Regions from separate parts of the Mus musculus genome. Here region 1 is linked to region 2. A link is a contact called in public Hi-C data. All regions are on one chromosome and are shown on one strand. Each heading gives the region's core, a stretch centred on a gene start, on an enhancer-like site or on the middle of the called end of the contact. The rest is flanking DNA. Distances are from core to core; before and after follow the strand shown.

Evidence for each region. A called contact is a pair of places that touch in the nucleus more often than the background predicts.
Region 1: a contact with region 2 is called in a Hi-C map of the G1E-ER4 cell line, with 4 times the contacts expected there. The contact joins two enhancer-like sites. A contact is called at or near these places in 1 of 39 promoter capture datasets (hippocampal neurons), 19 of 484 Hi-C or Micro-C datasets (the G1E-ER4 cell line, the HPC-7 cell line, the N1E-115 cell line and 15 more), 3 of 115 datasets of contacts at active chromatin or transcription factors (T-cell acute lymphoblastic leukemia, bone marrow-derived dendritic cells and memory CD8 T cells) and 3 of 9 other capture datasets (adipose tissue, embryonic stem cells and liver).

What each region holds. Positions count from the first base shown.
Region 1 is chr11:53,850,184-53,853,768 of GRCm38.p6, forward strand. All of the region lies in intron 1 of Gm12216 (predicted gene 12216), which reads right to left. Among named protein-coding and RNA genes, the nearest start is that of Gm12216, 7.3 kb to the right of the region's middle. Within about 2 kb of position 1,853, at least 106 of the 459 cell types and tissues checked have an H3K27ac peak or open chromatin away from gene starts, as enhancers often do. A contact at or near this core is called in the G1E-ER4 cell line, Th2 cells and group 2 innate lymphoid cells, where this site is marked.
Region 2 is chr11:53,583,293-53,587,031 of GRCm38.p6, forward strand. It overlaps Kif3a (kinesin family member 3A), which reads left to right. Exons shown (of 18, transcript NM_008443.4): 6 at 1-74; 7 at 523-720; 8 at 979-1,153; 9 at 3,543-3,638. Among named protein-coding and RNA genes, the nearest start is that of Kif3a, 18 kb to the left of the region's middle. Within about 2 kb of position 2,434, at least 6 of the 459 cell types and tissues checked have an H3K27ac peak or open chromatin away from gene starts, as enhancers often do. A contact at or near this core is called in the G1E-ER4 cell line, Th2 cells and group 2 innate lymphoid cells, where this site is marked.

The DNA.
Region 1 (3,585 bases), core at 603-3,102, 270 kb after region 2:
TTCTGGCCCTCCCTACCTCCCTGCCCTTTCTATTTTATTTTATTTTATTTTATTTTATTTTATTTTATTTTATTTTTATTTTGAGACTGGGCTGTGTAGCGCTGGTTGGCCTGGAACTTGCTTTGTGGACCAGGCTGGCCTCAAACCCACAGAGATCTGGATGTCTCTGCCTCCAGAGATTAAAAGGCACAGGCCACCACACCTAGCTGCTGTTTAAATTTTATTTTTTAGACCTTGATATCAAAGCTGGCCTGAAACCTGTGATCCCCCTGCCTCATCCTACGAAGTGCTGAGACTGGGGGTAAGTGCCGCAACATCTGGCAAGTATAAACATTAAAAAAATATTACATGTATGTATTCGTCGACTTGGGAGGGGAGTGTGTGTGTTGGCATGTATGCTCTACAGCGTGTGTGTGGAAGTCAGAGGACAACTTTCAGGAATTTGGTCTTTCCTTCTACTCTGTGGGTCTTGGGGATTGAACTCAGATTATCAGGGTAGAAGAGAAGTGCCTTTACCCCACTGAGCAAGCTTGCCAGTCCCATCCAATTTTTCTTTCTTTTATTTTTCTCCCCCTAACCCCAAGATAAGTCTTTCTACATAGCCTGGCTATCACAGAACTCACTGTATAGACCAGGCTGGCCTCCAACTCAGAGATCTACCTGCCTTAGCCCTCCAAGAGCTAAGATTAACACACCAACCCACAGACATTTCTTAATGACAGCAGCTAACCCACACGCAGCTGTAGACCACATGCTTGGCTTTTATTCATTTATTGAATCCTCAGAGCAACAGGTGAATGTTTTTTAAAAGGTCTCCACCAGTCAGCCTAATGTCAAAATTAGGCTGGGTGATTAAAATGAAGAATGGGGATATCAGCTGATTTCAAAGAGGTTGGTGAGAAATGGAAACCTGGAGATGCTGAGTACCCTGGAGGCTGTTCCCACATCTTCACGAATACAGCACCGCCCTGGTATTTGGGGTGAGAGATGCATACACACAAGATAAATTTCTCCTCTCAGGGCTTCCACTCTACTACTAGAGGTAACACAGGAAAGATGGTAAATGCGGAGCAGGAGCTACACAATGGCTCAGTGGGTAAGTACCTGCACAGGAGCAAGCAAGCAAGCAAGCAAGCAAGCAAGCAAGCAAGCAAACAAGCAAGCATCAAGACCTGAGTTCGATTCCCCAGAACTCATGTAAAGCCAGGTGCAGTGGTGCATGCATCTATACTCCAAACGCTCCTATGGGGAAGCAGGAGATGAGACAGGAGAATCACCAGAAGCTCACAGGCCACTTAGCCAGGAGGGCACAGCACAGAGGCAACCAACCCAGACTCTGCTTCCAGCAAAGTGGAAGGTGAGGACCATAGGCTGAACTTGTCCTTTGATCTTCACACATTCACCATGCCTTGTATATGCACACACACACACACACACACACACACACACATCCATAATACACATGTGCACATGCACACTCACAGACACACATGCTGAGCACGAGCAAAGTATAGGCGGTAGAAAACGAGATCAACAAACAAATCTCGTGTATATTCCTTTGTCTTCAAGAGCTCCCTGACCATGTCAGGTTTTGCTTGCAACTGCATGTCGGGCACCTGCTAGGGATACAATCATAGGCAAGCTTTAGCCAGGCTCTTAGCTCCTATGGAGTCTTTACATAGTAACTGTGGTCCCTGCCGCCTAGAGTGTTACCACAGGAATATTTGCTACTCTCTGTAGAGTGAGGACATCTTGGGTGGGGTGGAGACCTGCAGTAGGGAGCATGCTCTGTGTACAGGTTAGGTCACAGACAGGAAGCGGTGTGGAGGCAGCAGGCGGCTAAGAAGGGGCGTGGCCAGCCTTTCAGTGCACTTGATGCCAAACAGTCGTATCCTCTGTGAACCACAGCAACTCTCAGGGTCCTGGGCAGAGAGGAATAATGTGCTCAGATGTGTGTTTTTAAAAGATTATGCTAGGTAGTGAGTTGAAAGGCAATCATCTCTCCAATGATGTGGATGTCTGAATTCCTGAGACTGTCATATGCTCCTGCACACAGACAAGGGGGTGATGCAGATGTGAGTGAGTGTCTTGAGAAGGAGAGAGCATTCAGGTGAATGTATTAATCACAGTTCCTCCTTAGGGGTTCCTGAAAGAATTCGATACTGCCAGACTCTTCCAGAACCCTTAAATAATGACTGTGTTATTTTAAGCCACCGAGTGGTGTGTGCATGAGCAAATGACAGAGGACAATTTGTGGAATTTGCTTCTCTCTCTTATGTGCGATCGAACTCAGGTCCTAAGACCTGGATAGCAGCAGTGGGAGATGATGAGGCTGTGTGTCAGAGAGCAGCCTTCGCTTCAGTGAAGAGCCAGCTCTAGTACCCGGAAAAGACTGGGAGATGATTAGGAAGGCTGCTTCCCTGCAATGTGCCCCCTGCTCCAGTCCCCTTGCTGCATGCAGGGTCACAGGGGCCTAACTGGATTCTAAGAGCATAAAGAGACCAAGGCCTGCCTGCAGATGGCAAATCTGGCAGACTTAGGGGCAGGGGAAAGTTCACTCTGTGTGTGTGTGTGTCTATGTATGTATGTGTGTTAATATATAAAAATGGTTTGTTTGCAAATGGTATGTGTATGCCTGGTGCAGGTGGAGGCCAGAAAACAAAGCACTAGAGCCCCTGGAACAGGAGTGATGGAACCATGAGCCACCATGTGGGTACTGGGAATTGAGCCTGGCTCCTCTGAAGAACAGCCAGTGCTCTTAACCACTGAGCCATCCCTCAAACTCTCAAGTTTTTGTTGTTGTTTGTTTTTAAATTTTACATGTATGTATGGATGTTTGCCTACATGTAGGTCTGTATAGCACATGTATACAGTGCCCATGGAGGCCAAAGGAAGACACTGATCCCCTGGAACTAGAGCTACAGACAGTGGTTTGCTACCATATGGGTGCTGGGAATTGAACCTCTAGAAGAGGAGCCGTAACTCCTGAGCCATATCTCCATCACACTGGTTCTTGAAACAAGGTCTCATGTTTCTCAGGCTGGCTTCAAACTCAAGTAACCAAGCATGATCTTGATCTTCCTGCTTCTGCCTCCCAAGCTGGGGGATTAGAGGGGCTTGCTATCACACTTTTTAATTTTTAGATTTGCCTATCTCTGCATGTTCATGTGATGGGGTGCACGCAGAGGCCAGAAGAGGGGACTAGGGACCCACCTTTATCATTTTCTGTCTATTCCTTTGAGGCAGAGTATCTGCCTGAAACTGGAGCTGCGAAGCTCAGGGATCCTTCTGTCTCCAGTGCCCTCAAAGCTAAGTTTCAAGTAGGCATGGGACACCTAGCATGTGGTGTGGGTGCTGAGATTTAAGCTGCAATGCTCATAATTGCATAGCATGTACTCTTAATGACTGAGCTGTGGCTCCAGCATCCCTCCCTCCAAATCCCTGGGTTTGTGCAGTGGAGGGGATGATGGAACATCAGGGTTCTTGTGCAGGTGGGTAAGCATTCTGCCAACGGAGCTACATCACTGGTGCTCAGCAGCTCAATTTCAATTTCCATGTTCCTCTAGCCAGTCTCCTATTCTAGGG
Region 2 (3,739 bases), core at 1,184-3,683:
TAGAGTGCAGTGAGAAAGGCGTGGACGGGAACATGCACGTCAGGATGGGCAAGCTCCACCTTGTGGATCTGGCTGTAAGTACCAGATGCTACTTAAGTTCTTCTCTGGGGTCCAATGGCCTGTTAATAAAAATTAACTCAGAGGTTACATGTATAGTTACATGAAATTTCAAAGTGCTTATTATTATGGGATATCTAAAAGTATCATTATGTCACACACCATCAACATCTGTCAATCCCTCGCCAGGCTTTTTTTGTCTATTCTTACTCACTTCTTCCCTCTTTATTTTGAAGTGAATTTCAGATGTCATATGAGATATTTTAAATTACTTAAAAAAAAACAGAGCTGGGCGGTGGTGGCACACACGCCTTTAATCCAGGAACTTGGGAGGCAGAGGCAGGTGGATTTCTGAGTTCCAGGCCAGCCTGGCCTTCAAAGTGAGTTCCAGGACAGCCAGGGCTATACAGAGATAATTTTAAAAAATTAGCCCCCCGCCTTTTTTTTTAATCTGTTTATTGTTAGGGGTCAGAAAGACAAGCAAAAACTGGAGCCACAGGACAGCGCCTCAAGGAAGCTACCAAAATCAACCTTTCATTGTCTACCCTGGGCAACGTTATTTCTGCCTTGGTGGATGGAAAAAGCACTCACGTGCCGTATCGGAACTCCAAACTGACCCGTCTCCTGCAGGACTCCTTAGGAGGGAACTCAAAAACCATGATGGTAAGATGGCAGGGCGGCTAGTTCACAGAGGCAGACAAAGATCCTAACTAATGCCCGTCACTGGCGTGAGTCGCACCTCACAGACCAGTCCCTCTTCCTGTGTAATACACTGTGTAAGTAATGTGTCACGCTTGTATCATTTCCACACCTTTATGACTGACGCCATTTTCAAGAAGGCCTATTCGCATGTGTGCTTCAAGTGTGTTTGGTAACGGCGGTGTTAGAACTGTAGACTGATTTACATTTCTAATTCAACAGTGTGCAAATATTGGGCCAGCAGATTATAATTATGATGAAACTATCAGCACCTTGCGGTATGCCAACCGCGCCAAGAACATTAAAAACAAAGCGAGAATCAATGAGGACCCAAAGGATGCTCTGCTCCGCCAGTTTCAGAAAGAAATCGAAGAGCTGAAGAAAAAGCTTGAGGAAGGTAACTTCTCACAGAGATCACTGTCAGCTGGGGACCACAGCACTTGCTTCCTGTCAAGCAGTAGCCTCTGACATTGATATTTAAGGTATCGCTCTGTGTGTTGGACATGTGTGAGTGCAAGCACCCACAGGCCACAGTGCATTTGGGTCAGAGGATACCTGTGGGAGCCGGTTCTCTCTTGGCACTCTGATTCTAGGTCTCAAGTTGATGTCAGGCTTGCATGGCAAATATACTGCCTGCTGAGCCATTTGTTGGCCCCTAACATTGATATTTAAAAGTAATATTTCCGAGGAATATGTATTTTCTAAGAAAATGTTTTCCAGGATGATGTCTCAAGTGATGGTGGTAAGGAGCTTCCTGGTCACTTCCGGACACTCCCACACCATCCACAAGAGCTGTGGCTGGTATTAGCTCCCTGTGTGAAGGGCCTGTAGACCAAGCCTTTAGAGTCTTGGGGAAATGCAGAGAGGCCAACCTGCTGCGAATGTGTCTGGGGAAAAGCCAGATGCTGAGAAAAAGCAGAGAGAACTGCCTTGCAGATAATGGAACTGGCCACCTGTAAATGGCCACTAGGTGGCATTTATAGCCAGTTTGTTTCTGAGATACTTCACGCCCCAGTTAGTGCTGAGCACATGCCTTTATTTTGATGATTCACTTATTTTTCATATCTTTATAGATAAAATGTACATGATAAAAGTTGACATTTGACTCTGCTAGGCACCCCACAAAAGGAAAAAAATTGTGCATTGTTTGTGCTTCTGTGTTGGGCTTGTTCACAGTGTAAGGGCTCAGGGCTCGTCTGTGCGGGGCCTTGTTAGAATTTCTCTCTAGCTTAGATCACTAGGATTCATCCCGCCTCCACACGGTTTTGTGTCTCTAGTCCTCTTTTCCGGTGTGAGTTGCTGCATCTCTTGGTTCGTGTGAATGGTGTGACTGCACATTGGATACACACAGAGTCAAGTCTGTGCAGATGGTGCCGTGCATGTATGTGCCCAGAGGCAGTCATGCGACCGACAGTCATGTTGTTTGTGACAGGCTTCACTTTATTGTGTCCTTCTGACCCCGTGCTCTTGTTTTTATGATCTAGTTAATAGAATGATCATAAACAATAAAATGTAGGCAAAAGCATTAAAATAATAATTTTATAAATGTATTTTAAAATTATTTGAGGCATGTCAAAGTTCATATAGTACAGATGGTTTCCATCTGCCCATGTGTGGCATCACTCACATCAGAGTCTTGTTATTGAGCCCAGAAAATGCTGAGTCAGAACCACTCACCAACCTGCGCGCTACTCAGACTTTGCCTGTTTTCCTCCAGTGAGGCCCTGTGTGAAATGGCAGCTTATGACTGTTCGTTCTCTTGATCTTTTTGATATAGAGTCTCACTCAGTAGCTCCCAAAGACTTGCGACTCTTTAAAAACATAAATGTCAGGGCTGGAGAGAAGGCTCAGCGGCCGCTCTCCTACAGGACCTGCTTTCTATTTTTAGTCCCTACACAGTGGCTTACAGCCATGTAAGCACCCATGTACATAAAATTCAAAACAAAGGTAGAAATCTTCAGCAGAAAACAGGAGAAAATGCTCCCCAAAATGATCACAATTTCATTTTTTAAATTTTTAAAAAAGTGTGTTTTTTTAAGTCTATTTACTTATTTTATATGTATGTGAGTACGCTGTTGCTGTCTTCAGACACACCAGAAGAGGGCATCAGATCTCATTACAGATGGTTGTGAGCCACCATGTGGTTGCTGGGAATTAAACTCAGGACCTCTGGAAGAGCAGCCAGTGCTCTTACCCACTGGGCCATCTCTCTAGCTCTTCAGATCACAATTGTAAAAAGCAAATGCTAGTTCATGATCCTTGTATGTGCTTAAAGCTATGCTCACAATGGATCAGATTTTTATTCTGTAAAAATAAAATTTTTAGGTAGGCATGAAGGTACACACCTTTAATCCCAGCACTCAGGAGACAGATGCAGGCAGAGTGCTGTGAGTCCCAGGCCAGACAGGACATAGTGAGATCCTGTCTCAAAATAAAATGTCCATGTACATAGTGTGTGTGGTTGCATGTGATCTGTACATGTGCACAGGCTTAGAGACAAGAGGACAGTGCAGGTGGTGTTCCTTTTGGGACCAGGGGAAGACGGGATCTCTCACTGGCCTGGACTTCACCAAGTGAATTGCTAGCTTGTTAGCAAACTCCAGGAATCCTGCAGTCTCCACCTGCCCTTTTAAACATCGGATACACTATCCAGAACATTTAAATGGATTTTCAGTTTGCATTTGGTGCAACAAAAACTTAATGAAGAGAACAGATAAAGGTGTTTTCTAAATAGCCAATAATGGCATGGTAACAGACTAAAAGTCATTGTTAAATTTCTCTCCAAGGGGAAGAAGTGTCAGGCTCTGACATCAGTGGGTCAGAGGAGGATGACGAGGAGGGTGAACTTGGAGAAGATGGAGAAAAAAAGAAAAAGAGAAGGGGTAAGTTTTGCTCATGCTCTAACCAGTTGGAACTGGCTAGAGCTGCCCCCTGATGATGCAGTGGCCACTTTTTATTTGCTGTTTTTAATTAAGGTAGTGGT